Linked DNA regions of Mus musculus: all the other regions are linked to region 4. A link is a contact called in public promoter capture Hi-C data. All regions are on one chromosome and are shown on one strand. Each heading gives the region's core, a stretch centred on a gene start, on an enhancer-like site or on the middle of the called end of the contact. The rest is flanking DNA. Distances are from core to core; before and after follow the strand shown.

Evidence for each region. Promoter capture Hi-C pulls out the DNA fragments that hold promoters and counts their contacts. Capture Hi-C pulls out chosen DNA fragments and counts their contacts.
Region 1: a contact with region 4 is called in a promoter capture Hi-C map of the C10 cell line, with 5 times the contacts expected there. The contact joins the promoter of Fam199x here to the promoter of Tbc1d8b in region 4. A contact is called at or near these places in 2 of 39 promoter capture datasets (the C10 cell line and second pharyngeal arch cranial neural crest).
Region 2: a promoter capture Hi-C map of pre-B cells shows a contact between it and region 4, with 8 times the contacts expected there. The contact joins the promoter of BC065397 here to the promoter of Tbc1d8b in region 4. A contact is called at or near these places in 3 of 39 promoter capture datasets (erythroid cells, hippocampal neurons and pre-B cells), 1 of 115 datasets of contacts at active chromatin or transcription factors (large pre-B cells) and 1 of 9 other capture datasets (liver).
Region 3: a contact with region 4 is called in a promoter capture Hi-C map of liver, with 4 times the contacts expected there. The contact joins the promoter of Nxt2 here to the promoter of Tbc1d8b in region 4.

Annotation. Positions count from the first base shown.
Region 1 is chrX:137,048,130-137,051,497 of GRCm38.p6, forward strand. It overlaps Fam199x (family with sequence similarity 199, X-linked), which reads left to right and starts at 1,465. Exons shown (of 6, transcript NM_146261.2): 1 at 1,465-1,940. The coding sequence starts at 1,744.
Region 2 is chrX:136,741,139-136,744,304 of GRCm38.p6, forward strand. BC065397 (cDNA sequence BC065397) reads left to right here and starts at 1,819. Exons shown (of 10, transcript NR_033324.1): 1 at 1,819-3,166. It overlaps Morf4l2 (mortality factor 4 like 2), which reads right to left and starts at 214. Exons shown (of 4, transcript NM_001168226.1): 1 at 72-214.
Region 3 is chrX:142,226,342-142,229,646 of GRCm38.p6, forward strand. It overlaps Nxt2 (nuclear transport factor 2-like export factor 2), which reads left to right and starts at 1,836. Exons shown (of 4, transcript NM_172782.4): 1 at 1,836-2,040; 2 at 3,183-3,269. The coding sequence starts at 2,026.
Region 4 is chrX:139,683,132-139,686,260 of GRCm38.p6, forward strand. It overlaps Tbc1d8b (TBC1 domain family, member 8B), which reads left to right and starts at 1,865. Exons shown (of 21, transcript NM_001081499.2): 1 at 1,865-2,179. The coding sequence starts at 2,050.

The DNA.
Region 1 (3,368 bases), core at 215-2,714, 2.6 Mb before region 4:
TCACTAATCCCAGATAGACTTCTGTGGATTTGTACACTGGGGACTATGATGCAAAACATCATTTGTATAGTGCTTTAATTGGTCAACCCAATTACATCTTAAGGAATGATAACTTTGAAAGCCACGTTCTCAGTGCAATACTTTAAAAAAAAAACAATCTAAATAAAAGAGCCACATCTGGTAGGTATCTAAATACCTGCATCTACAATGGAGAGGTGGCTATCTCTATCTCTAGAATCCACATCCTTAGACAAAATCATGTTGGTGGGAGTGGGGGAAATCCTCATGAGAGAAAGGGCTGAGTGTGTAGCTATGTGGTTGAACAGTCCTACAGGCATGCCCAAGGGCCTAGGTTCAAGTCCCATCATACCCATGTATTTTAAAATGCAGATTTTTGTTATTCTTCAAACAAATTACCATAACTTTTCATAGCATTTATGCACCCTAGAGATGATTTAAAGTATTTTGAAGAATGTGTGTAGGTTATATGTAAGTTATATATTTATATATTTTATATAAGGAATTTGGGATCCTTCACTCAAGATCAATCAGAATTATTCCAGAGATTTTTCCCAGGCTTTTAAAAAAGCTGAATATTAAAACAAAACCAGGCCTCCAAGATTTAAAATCGCTTGTCTAGAACACAGAAGTGAAGTGCCAGGAGCAAAGAGCACCATGTGATACCTCGTAAGTTGATTTAAGTCAAACAAGTTAAGCTCCATAATATCGACGGAAGCAGGGTTGCAGGACCTAACAGCGGTAGTGCCTAAGTCTCCTTTGGGAGATAGGGAAGGCTTCACCAAGAAGCTAGCGCTTGAGCTGGGGATTTAAGGATTAGCAGAGGAGAATGGCAGGACATTCCAAACACTACGAGGGAAAGAAAGCTCAGAACACAAAAGAACATTACAGTCCCAGCATCTCTGAGCAGCCTAGCCGCTTTATCAGGGTTTTTGAAGCGAGGCCACTTACAAGTGAGGCGGCATTTTTTTTCTCCTTCCTCACTCTATGGTCCATTTCTCTTACAGCTCATTGCTTTGGCTGGGCACACCTACTGCAGGAGCCCAGTACAAGTAGAATCGAGACAGGGTGGTCCCACGTGTTCAAGGGCACCTGGGACTCGTTTTTCATATATTCCCTCAGTATGACCTTGGCTAAGTCCCTAGTCCTAAGGGCTACTGTTGCTGTTTGGCCGTGGAGTGCGAGTGGGAAGCACGAGGAGAAAGAGGAGGAGGAGGAGGAGGGGCGAGGGGGGCGGGCTTGGCTGAGATGTGGGCCCTTCAAGCATCCCAGAATTGGGGACCGCGTAGAGCACCGGGCCGGTTGGGTCGCCCTGGGCTTAAGACACTGACATTCAGTTCCTCCTCCACTCCGGCAGGGGGCAAGGGCAGCGGCTCCGGGTAGCCCAGGAGCTGGCAGCGGCCACGGGGCGGACCGAAGCCGCAGCGGGCAGCGAGCAGCGAGCGCAGTGGGCGGGGCGGCCGGGCCGGGCGGCGGCGCCGCAGTGACTCGTCGGGCTTGGCGGCGGTGGCGGCGGCTTCTGAGGTTTCAGAGGAGCGGACTGTGTGGCCGGTGGGCTGCTGCGGCCTCGCAGCAACCTTTGTGCAGAGCCCTCCCCTCCTCGGGCGGCTGCGGTGGGCACACTCGGGGGCGGAGGCCACCGCGGCCAGGTTAGCGTGGGGGAAGGGGCGAGTGCCAGAGTAGCCCATCTGCAGCCAGTGAGACCAAGCCGGCCCATCTCCCACCATGTCCGACGAGGCGTCGGCCACCACTTCCTATGAGAAGTTTTTAACCCCAGAGGAGCCCTTCCCTTTCCTAGGAGCTCCTCGCGGGGTGGGCACCTGCCCCAGCGAGGAACCTGGCTGCCTGGACATCAGCGACTTCGGCTGCCAGCTCTCCTCCTGCCATCGCACGGATCCGCTCCACCGGTTTCACACCAACAGGTAAAGGAGCTCTTCCCAGAACAGGGGTGGACTTCCCACTGCCAGGCGGGGCAAGAGGACGCCAGGTTGCACTCCTGCAGGGTTCCTCCTGGTCCCTCGTGCAAGCCTGAGCTGCGGGCTGCCCCCTCCCCCATCTTCCTTTGACCAAGGCTCTTCCCAGCTCCTCCCTGTTTTCACCCACTGCCCCCTGATTTTTCTGAAGACCAGCTTCCCTGCACCTTCTTTCTTCTCCCCCTTTCCTTTTTGCACTCTAGTAATTCTTCCCATCCAGATCTTCCCCTTTTACCTCTTCGTGACCCCCGCCCCCATCCATACGCAGAGACTCCTAAACCCCAACTCTTGATTTTTAGATTCATCTGCAAAAGTTTAACCCCTTTCGTTTCCGGTACACTACAGAGTAAATTTGAGAGAGCCAAATCGATCAGTGGATCTTATGAAAGCACCTTTCAAGCTCGAGCCTCCTCTTTCTCAATTTTAACCTCACCCTAAACCAAATTGTACCGGGAAATTAGTCTTTTTTTTTCCCCATTGTTGCTTTGAGACCAGTATTTCTCATAGGTTAGACCATCAGCAAAACTGCTTATGCCTGGAAGATGACCTTGGACTCCTGGTCCTCAAACCTGCCTCCCAAGTGCTGGGATTACAGACATTTGTGATGTCCAACTAAGCTTAGTGTGTTTTAATCAGTTCAAATTTATATTTTTTTCAGTACTATGGCTTGAAACCTGAACCTCATGCGTGCTAGATAAGCTTTCTACCAACTGAGCTATATGCTTGCCCTATAAACTAGTCATTTCCCCCTTCCTTACTTCCTTACTTCCATTGCCTTACTTCTGTTGGGTATCCCCAAAGGTAAACTCTGGAAGAGTCCTATAGCATACCACCCGCCTTGCATCCCTGATGAGGGAAGTAGAGCAAGTTTAGGGTGGGCTGATTTATACAAATAATTTCTTAAAGGTGTTCATGTAAATTATTTTATCAGAAGGCAGTGTTTTGGAGAATTCTCTCATGCAAGCATTTAAATGTTATACCTAACATTGGTGATGCGACAGGGCTTTTCAATATAGGCTCAACTTTTAAAAATAATTTACTTTCAATTGTGTGCAAATCAAGAGTGGGCATGGGCATGAGACTGCAGGTGTGTATGGAGGCCAAAGACAGCAGAACTTGAGTTACAGGTGGCGGGGAACAGGCTGAATGTGATGCTGGGAACAGAATTTGGGTCAACTGCAAGACATCATATGCTCTTAACCATGGTGCCACATTTCTAACCTCTTATACACGCACGCACACGCACACACACACACACACACACACACACACACAGAGGTAGAATATGGATAAGAGGGGAGGGAAAGGGTCCCTCTAAGGATAATAGAAAGAAGGAATCCAGTTCTGGTTTCTGACCCAAGTTTGCTATGTGAGTTT
Region 2 (3,166 bases), core at 569-3,068, 2.9 Mb before region 4:
TTAATCCTATCCATAAGTCAAGAAGAAAAGAGGAAATCATCTACCCTTCCTCCCCACCCCCACCCCGAAACCTGAAACGAGAATCCAGCTCTCTCCAGCAGCCGACGTGTGATCACTGCTGCTCCTCCAACCGCCATAGTAAAGCCAGGTTTCTCTGGCAACTGATATCCATAGGCAGACACGTCACCCTGGAGGCGGGCTTAGCCCATCAGCCAATCCTAGCCGTCTTGTCTGAGTTTTAGAATGTTCCATACCCAGATGATTGGACAGCCGCCCCCACGTCAGCAGTGACACTCAGCCGCAGTAAAGGCGGGTGCTAGCAACCTGCTTCTTCATGCTTAGGGCCGACTGCAAACCAATTAGCATCCTTCTTCAGTGAGGGCTCCCGCCAATGGCGATGGTTCTTTTAGGATCTTAGCCCGCCCTCCAAGTGCGCTCCAGCCGTTGGGTCAGAAGTCTATAGGGCAGCGCGTTCACGTGGCCCGTCTTCACGACCCAGAGTTCCCCTGACCGTGGGTTTTTTTTTTCCCCCCCTCGCGCTCGCCTTCTCTCCTGCAGGGAGGCATTATGGGTTTGTGGGTCCGCTCCCCTCCCCCGCCCCCGCCCCGCTGGGAAAGGAAGTGCCGACGTGGCTGGCGGAAACAGGCTAGGCGGAAATGAGCTAAGGTTCCCGCGAGTGGGAAGAGCGAGGGCAGACCCGGGGCCACGCCCCCGAGCCTGTTGCGCAACTCGCGGACCTGGGGAGAGAGGAAAAAAAAACACCAACGCCCCCCCAAAAAAACCAAAGGCAAAGGAATGGTGAAGGTTTTGAGGTGTGAGGCGTGTGAGGGTGGTGAGTGCCACTGGGCGGATGCCTGGATGCTTTGGAGAAACGGGGTGTCTGCGCGCACGCGGGCGCAGGCAGGCTCGCGTGGCTGTGGAGTGTGGGTGTGGGCGCACAGCCGCCCTCGTGGCGCTGGCGATGATGGGTGTGCGCAGGCGTGCTGCCCTGGTGGGGACGGGAGGGGCCGTGTGTGAGTGTGTGTGTGTGTGTGTGTGTGTGTGTGTGTGCGCGCGCGCGCGTGAGCGTAGGCGAGGTCCCTCATTTTGGTGGATTTTTCTGCCTTTTTTATGTTTGCAAACTGCATTAATAAAACTGAGAATAACTAGGACAGTGCTAGTATCTAAAGGAAAGGGCTTCTGTAAGAAAAGGCCTGCCGATTTAATCAAATTCCTTTCTTTTCTTTGCCTTTTTTCGTTTTTTTGTTTGTTTTTGAGGCCTGTTGTAACTAGGTAGCCCTGGCTGGCCTGGAACTCGGAGATCCACCTGTCCCTTCACGGCCTTCGAGCGCTGGGATTAAAAGCATGCGCCACTCCACCCAGTCCGATTTAATTTTAGACCCTAGAGATGATCATTATTCCCACATTATAGTCCACCAAAATAAACTTCTTCCATGGTTAAGATTCAGAACTATATTAGTAACGTAAAAGGGCGTTTCTTTCAAGTTTCCAGTTGTACACCCCCTCCTCTCTGTCCCCAAGGCCTCCCCTTTGCCCTTCACCAAATTTACTGCGAATCTCCCTTATGCCCCCTCACCAGGTTTATCGCTAAATTGGCACACAAAATTTTAATGAAAACATAGGCAACTAAATTCCCCAGTGATAGAGACAACTCCAGTTTCCTGTGGGTGGTGAGCCTCACCTACCTTTTTTCCTAATCTCCAAGCGGAGTGATCAAATACACATTCGGCCAATTTTCCAGAAAGTTCACTGGCTGAGCAGTAAACCTCTTGAATCTGCCGCTAGATGTCACCAAATCCCAGCCAAAGGAGTTACTGCTTGGTTCCCAGGGATTGTGAGATTGATTTTTTTGCTCCACCCACTTCTTATTTTATGGGCTCCCTAATCTCTGGCTGACTCATATATATATCTTAAATTCCTAAAGATGAATAAGATCAAGTTCTGTGAAGTAACAGTACTAGGCAAGGAATTATATATCCGAAAATTCTGGTTAATTTCCTTAAGCAAAAAAAAAAAAAAAAAAAAAAGTCACCTGTTCTGGCACATCTTTTGTTTTTTCTCAGGATTGATAAATGGGCCTAAATTCTGATGCTAAAACCCTTCGTGAGCTGTGGCGCAGCCGCAGTATCAGCGCTTGGGAGGAAGAAGGGCCGCAAATTAAAGGCCAGCTTAGATTACATATTGAGGCCCCGTCACTACATAAATAAACCAATGAAAGAATATTCTTTTTGCTCACTTTTTTCCCCTCTTGAAATTTTTATCAGGTACGTGTGTTGGCCCCTCAGGTTTATGTAGTGGTTCTGTGCTGTCCGGAGTGAGAAGGTAGGTACTTAATATACCAAAAGTTATATTTTATCACGGTGAGAGTCATCACACAGTTAAAACTCTTAGTTCCTAACTACAGTTTTAAGCCTGTTCCCCCCTGAGGGAGCTCACCTGTGTGACGGACCTTACCTGAAGATCAGGCCTAGTCTCCGATGCAGGCGCCTAGGGAGACTCTCCAGCCACAAGGGCGGCTCAAGGTGTCTCTCCAGGTGTGCAGCGAAAGACCGATGCTTTCTATCTCCCTCCTTATATACTCACAGTCCAGCGGGCGTCATGGGATTCTTGTCCCGTGTCTGGTTATCTTAGCGACTGATGTCATTGGGGGCTGGTTATCAGGTACAGCCTTGGGGGTAGTGGAGTTCCTGACTAAGCTGTTTTTCGAAGACAAAGGGCATTTTCTCCCCTACTATTCTCGTTACAATTCCGAAAAAAAAAAAAACGTGGTTGTGTCTTTTAAAGTCGATAGTAAGTAGGAAAGCATTTCACTTAGGTTTCACAGCGCATAATGATGTCGCCTTGAGGGTTTTTTTTTTTCTCGATGTACCTGTGTGACCTGTGCATTTCGCGGCTAAAGTTCACCTTCATTTAGGTCTTTTCCCTCTGTTGCGGTTCACCCTATTTTCTATGGAAGGATCTCACTGAACTCAGAGTTTACTACATGGGCTATACTGGCTTGTCAGTGAGCTCCCAGGATCTGCCCATTTCTACCAACAGTCCCCCTTAAAATACGGGGGTTATAGATAGGTGCCCCATGTTCGGCTTTTATATACGTGCTGGGGAACTGAACTTAGGCCCTCATGCTTGAGCAGCAGACCCCCTACATCTCCCGAGTCAGACCATC
Region 3 (3,305 bases), core at 586-3,085, 2.5 Mb after region 4:
GAGAAACATGCAGACCATTCTCATTTTCACTATTAGTCAAATTCAGTATGTATAATTCATCTCCATAAAAAAGCTAGAACTGAAGATACAGACTTGTGATTCATTAGCATATAAAGAACAGTGGGGCATCTTGTGGGAGCAGCCGCGCCGGAAGTTATAAGAATTATAAGAATACAGGAAGTAAGCCGGGCTTGGTGGCACATGCCTTTAATCCCAGCACTCGGGAGGCAGAGGCAGGCGGATTTCTGACTTCTAGGCCAGCCTGGTCTACAGAGTGGGTTCCAGGTCAGCCAGGGCTATACAGAGAAACCCTGTCCCGAAAAAAAAAAAAAAAAGAATACAGGAAGTGAGCATCATCGCCGACAAAAAAAAAAAAAAAAAAAAAAAAAAAAAAGTGAAGTAACTAAGGCGCACGCGCAGTGACGTTCAGTTGCTCAGCTTTGGAGAAGTGAGCGGTAACCGTTAGTGGGATAGTGAGAGCTGACGGAGGATAAAGATATGAAAAAATTTCGAAGTAACTGGTCCAATGGGGACCAACATTTTGGAAACTCGGGCAGTTCCTGGGTGGAGCCACAAATCAACTACAAATAGTAAGTTTATAGAAATATTTTGATTCAAAAATTAGAAGTCCGGCGGTAGCCGCTTTGAAATCATTGGTTTTTTTAAAAAATGGCAGTGATATTTAAAAATGGGAATGGGTGGGTAGGGAAGTGGGGGACTTTTGGGATAGCATTGGAAATGTAATTGAGGAAAATACGTAATAAAAAAAAAATGGCAGTGGGAACCGGGCGGTCGTGGGAGCCGGGCAGTCGTGGCGCACGCCTTTAATCCCAGCACTCAGGAGGCAGAGGCAGGCAGATTTCTGACTTCGAGGCCAGCCTGGTCTACAGAGTGAGTTCCAGGACAGCCAGGGCTATACAGAGAAACACTGTCTCGAAAAAAAACAAAAACAAAAAACAAAACAAAACAAAACAAAAACCAAAAAACAAAAACAAACAAAAAATGGCAGTGGAGTAGTGAAACATTACTTGTACTTAAATCCTAGGTAGTCGCTGGTTAATCACTTTTTTAAATAGACTGATAAGAAAATAATATTTAACTTATAGTTGTCATAAATAATTGAGTATGAGTAAAAATGTTTAGAAACGTGCTTGTGATCACTACTAAACTGTTTCTTGTCCTGCTGTTCTTGAATACGCTGTGGAAACACACACCGTAGGGTTTAGGGGGGTAGTCCTTGTTATATAATCCCCCCAGAGTGGCGAGAATCCGTGAAATGCTTGTATATTAAACCGTGAGAAATTGTAGGCAGCCCAGCGAAGCTTAGTGGCCAAGGCTCAAAATGGAGAACATTTTAGAACTTTAAACAGTTTTTAAACCCCACTGGCCGTACTTTAAACAGTTTTCAGCACCCCCTGTACTTTAAAATTTTTCAGCCCTCGTGCAGTTGGCGGTTGGTGTTACTTTCCATAAGTTCTGCCCCCTTTTCCTATTGGCTACGGACATAGATTCCCCCCCCCCCCGTTTCTCGTTGGCCTTCAAATTTTGGCCCCGCCTCCTCGTGTGAAGAGGTTCCCACCCAAAATTGAATATTTAATATTAACTTGTGCCAGGACAGGTAGCTGGGAACTTGAGATGTATTTGTTTTCCATATTAAGCTTACAAAAGCAAGGTCCTCCCCTTCTGTTTTGTTGGGGTTTTGGGGGGATGGTGTAGGTTGGTTAGTTTTTTCGTTTATCTGTTTCTCTTATGGTAAATAAACAGTTTGCAAGTAATTTAAAACGGATGGGCGGGATCACTCGGAACTGAAGGGAAACGCTGCTTAAAGTTGGAACATCGGGGTGATTTTAACACCGGACTGAGCTACTTCCGGGGGACAATGGGCGGGTTGAGAAATCTGTGCCATTGGCGAGGTTCGTTTTGTTGCTAAACATCTCATCCTTCCACAGCCAAAGGACCCAGACGAGCGCGGAAGTGCGGACATCTCCGGGGCCAGCTCTGGAGCAGACCATTTCCAGCCCCCTGATGGCCTTGGCAGTGGTGAGTGCGTGACACCTCCTGGCGCCCGCGGCTTGGCCGAGGAGCAAGCAAGCTAGGGCTCGGGCAGCGGAGGGGAGGGGAGGGCAGCGGAGGGGAGGGCAGCCGAGGGGAGGGCAGCGGAGGGGAGGGCAGCCGAGGGGAGGGGAGGGAGAGGGGAAGGGAGGGGAGGGGAGGGGAGGGGGGAGGGGAGGGGAGGGAGAAGGGAGGAGGCGCGAGCATGAGCGAGTGGCGAATCAGGCTCCAGCCCGCCAGCCCCTGGGGCGGAGCTCGCGCCCTCCGCCCGCCCCCTGCTCCGGAGATGGAGCGGCTGGTGGGAGTCCAGCAGCCTGTGTGAGGATGCAGCTCTGTGGCCGGTGGCTTTAGGTGGCCCTCTTTCCGTTGGCGCTTAAAGATAGATAGATAGATGATAGATAGATAGATAGATAGATAGATAGATAGATAGATAGATAGATAGATAGATAGATAGATAGATAGAGCAAGCAAAAGCTCCGGATCCCTGAAAAAGGGTGGCGATTGTTTTTATTTATTTCAAAGACTAGAACTGCCTCCACAAAAGGGTTACTTCATCAGGGATACTCTGGTGAGAATGGATCTGAGGGGTTTCATTTCTTAGGTTCTGCAATTCACTTCCAGACACGAGTGAGTGGTTATATAACGTAAGAAAAATGTCTCCGTGAGGCTGCTTAGACGTTCACTTCTATTTTGACAGGTTTTTTTTTTTTTTGGTTTTTTTGTTTGTTTGTTTGTTTTTTAATCGCAGTAGCTTTTGAGCTTGGTCATAAGCGCTTGAAATGAAGCGCTTTGCTAGCCTACTCAATAATTGCCCACACTTCACACCTAGGGTCCCTGCCTCTGCACATCTCCGAGTTACAGATACATGCCAAGCAAAGAACCAAGATTCATATGTGACGAATGAAAAGATGGGAGATGAATGTGTTTTAAAGACATACACCTAAAACTAGCAGCAGATTTTCAAGCAGAAATTTGTGCCTTAATCTTAATACTCAAATTTATGTCATAGGAGTGGAATTCAAATGCAGCTTTAGAATGATGAGCATAAATTGACAACTTCTTTTGTGTATTTTGTGCTTGAGGGGGGATTGGTGGAATTATAATCTACATTTGTGAATATTTTCTCGTAGAATTTTAAAACTTATGTGGATCAGGCATGTAGAGCTGCCGAGGAATTTGTCAATATTTACTATGAGACAATGGACAAAAGACGACATGTGAGTTTTATAGTCTCTATTGTTCTTTGTTTAAAT
Region 4 (3,129 bases), core at 615-3,114:
GGGAAGGCAATGGCTAGAATGTAAATAAATAAAATAAGTAAAAAAAAGAGTTGCCTCGGTCATGGTATCCTTTCACAGCGATGAAAATCCTAACTAAGACACTTATTAATGAGCATAGCATGCGATACATTAAGTTCCAGGACAATATCAGCAGCGATATTCAAGATTGTTTGTAATTCCTAAGTATTTTACAGGAATATTCATAATTGGACAATGAAAAGAATGCCATGGTATTTTAAATGTGGTTTTAGAGAAACAATTATTTGCAAAGACTTGAAGTACATTATGATCAAGACAAATTTTAGCGCAATAGACATAATTCAATTTGAAAACTGTTTTCTTTATACAATCAGTGAAGTGTTTGTTTATAAATGCAAAAGTGTTCTAAATCCCCAGCTCCAGCTCCAAGCTGGAAGTGGGCCTGATCTTAAGACAGAGTATCTGGGTAGCCCTGGCTGGGTTCAGCGTACAGAGAAGGAACCATCCAATCCTGATGCTCTTTGCCATAACTAGAACCATAAGCATACTGACGGACAATGGCGGCTGGAACTGTACAAATGAAGGAAGACAAAGGCTATCCACATTTGCTGCATTTATTGACCTTTTACTGTGAAGAAATGGAGAAACGATGTGCCTTAATACACCTTCAAAGGGTGACTTTGCGCTAGGAAACACTCTGCCTTGGGATTTTGCTTTGTTGGTGGTGGTGATGGTTGCGTTTTTCTTCCACAAAAATAAATACTTGCTTGTGACATATACCTGCTTCGCCAGAAACCGCCCAAGTCTTGGAAGATTTAGCCTGGAGACACTCCTTGGGGCAGAGTTCACTGGCTCCAGGACTCCTAGTCTGAGTGTCCCAGTCCATTGTCTTAGCCACATGGCCCTATATCTTTATTTTGAATACCTTGCCAACTTCTCAGGACCTTTTATTTGCATTCTTTCTGTAAGCCAGTTTTCACTTTCACTCTATTCTTTTCCTGTCGGGATTGAGTTATCCTAACAACAACAATAACAACAACCAGCCCTCAAATAATTCCTCACAGCAGAACTCTTTCATTTTAGTGCGTAGGCTGTTGTGCAGCATTGTCAAGGTATCAAGAAAATAGGCTGCCCTGCCCTGCAAGGAATTTCGGGTGTTTGTTTGTTTTTTAAGGTTAAAAAAAAAAAAAAGAAATACCTAAAAAGTTGGAGTAGAGATTTTTCAGCCAGTAGTCAAATAAACAGAGGCAGCATGGGGGAAGGGATAATCGCAAGTGTGTGTGTGTGAAGAAGTGTTTTCTGAGATTTACATTCTTCTGGTATGAATGGACAGAATTTAATTTAGGCAAGGCTTTTGAATAACAAGTCTATTCACCCACTGTGAGAGCGTGGGTAAGTAACTTCGCTTGCTAGCGCTTAGCGAGCAAAGCGGAGGATCCACTTTGAAAGATTTCCCTGAGGATTACCTGAGAAATCACCTACTACCTAATAGGCGCAAAGTAAATGGAAGTTGCTGCAGGCTACTGCTTCCTGGATGGGCCATTACTCAAAAATGCCGGAAACTTTGTTTTCAACAAACTAGTCCTCTCACTATAAAAGAACTAGGAACACTGCTGTCATACACGGGGTTAGCTTATTTGAAGCAAAAAGACAAAAGAAAACCCTCTTTAACTTTACACAGGCTAAACTCACTTAACTGGTGGCGGGAGCGCCTCAAAGGCGCCCCCAACCCACCCAACTAGTAACCCAGTGCATTGTGGGAAATGTAGTCTAGGGCTATATTAGACCGGGTACGGGAAAAGTGGATAGAAAACTACAACTCCCAAGAGGAGGTGAAGCGGGGCTATTTCCCAGTCTGGCAGTAGCTCCGTGGGAGGGAGTTGGCACTCTCTCTGCCTACGTGGGAGAGAAGGCACGGTTGGGGGAAGTGTGGAAAACCTCCGGAGGCGCCGCCGCCAACGGAAGACTTGGTGGGAGGAGAAGTAGAGGGGTAAAGACAGGCTGGGAGGGTGGAGGTGAGGAGGACAAATAGGTCGCCTCCGTTCCCGAGGCGGCACAAAGTTCTTCAAGATGTGGCTGAAGCCCGAGGAAGTGCTGTTGAAAAATGCGCTGAAGCTGTGGCTGATGGAAAGATCCAACGAGTACTTTGTCCTGCAAAGGCGTCGAGGCTACGGGGAAGAAGGAGGAGGGGGACTTACAGGTAAGAGGTTGTGGCCAGCTACACCTGCGTTAGGGCTGGGTCCGCTGTCACTGAATAGGTGGCAAGGCAAACAGTTACTCGTCGCTGCCCGCTGCCTCATCTTAAACCCAGGGCGACTGACTGGGGAATTCTGCTCCCGCCACCACCTTTCCTCTGCTACCACCGCGTCCTGACTGTCTTGCACAGGACTCCCAGTTGCTCTTTGGGTCTTACCGCGATAGGAGAAGCTAAGGGGGTTTCCAGTACCTGATGGGTCGCTTCCCATGGCGAAGGGGGCTGATGGGCAGTGCAGTGCGCTAGCTAGACTAGTCCCGTTAAGACAGGCGAGGAGAGCGGGTTCGCGGGTGTGGACTTAACTTTTTTTCCAAAACCTATACAAATAATCACCACCCTAGGGAGTGAGTGCGAGTGTGTGAGGGGCATTGCTAGGACATGGGAATCCTAAGGAGAACGAAGTGCCCCAATCACACCTTGAGAGAGAGGCTGCAAGTGAGATTTGGGTCGGGGCATGGGGCTGCTTGATGCTGGGGAAGTGAAGGAGTAGCCCTCAGAATTACTCACCTCCTCTCAGTTTCGCGTCTTTTGCTATATCCAAGTTTTCAACCCTTGGAATCCCTGTATTCTTCTAAGAGTACATTTCTCTCCAGTGAGTTTGGCTCTGCCCCTTCTTTCAAAGATGTGTAAACCAAACCAATTAAACAAGAAGGAGACTCAACTCTTCTAAGCCAGTCTCCCACAGTTGTTAATCTTAATTCAAAACTGGTCCATGTCTGAAGATTACAAAGAAGGCTGTTTTTAGATCCTTAGTCTTCCATAGGGGCTTTTTACAAATTTGGACCTTGGAGAGACAAGAGCTGTTTTTCATGGTAATTCTTAGTTTGGTATTAGGGCTTTGAAGTGGTGGAGCAGCTTAATTTGGGGAGGGTGATGTAGAGGGAAGAAGCAAAAAT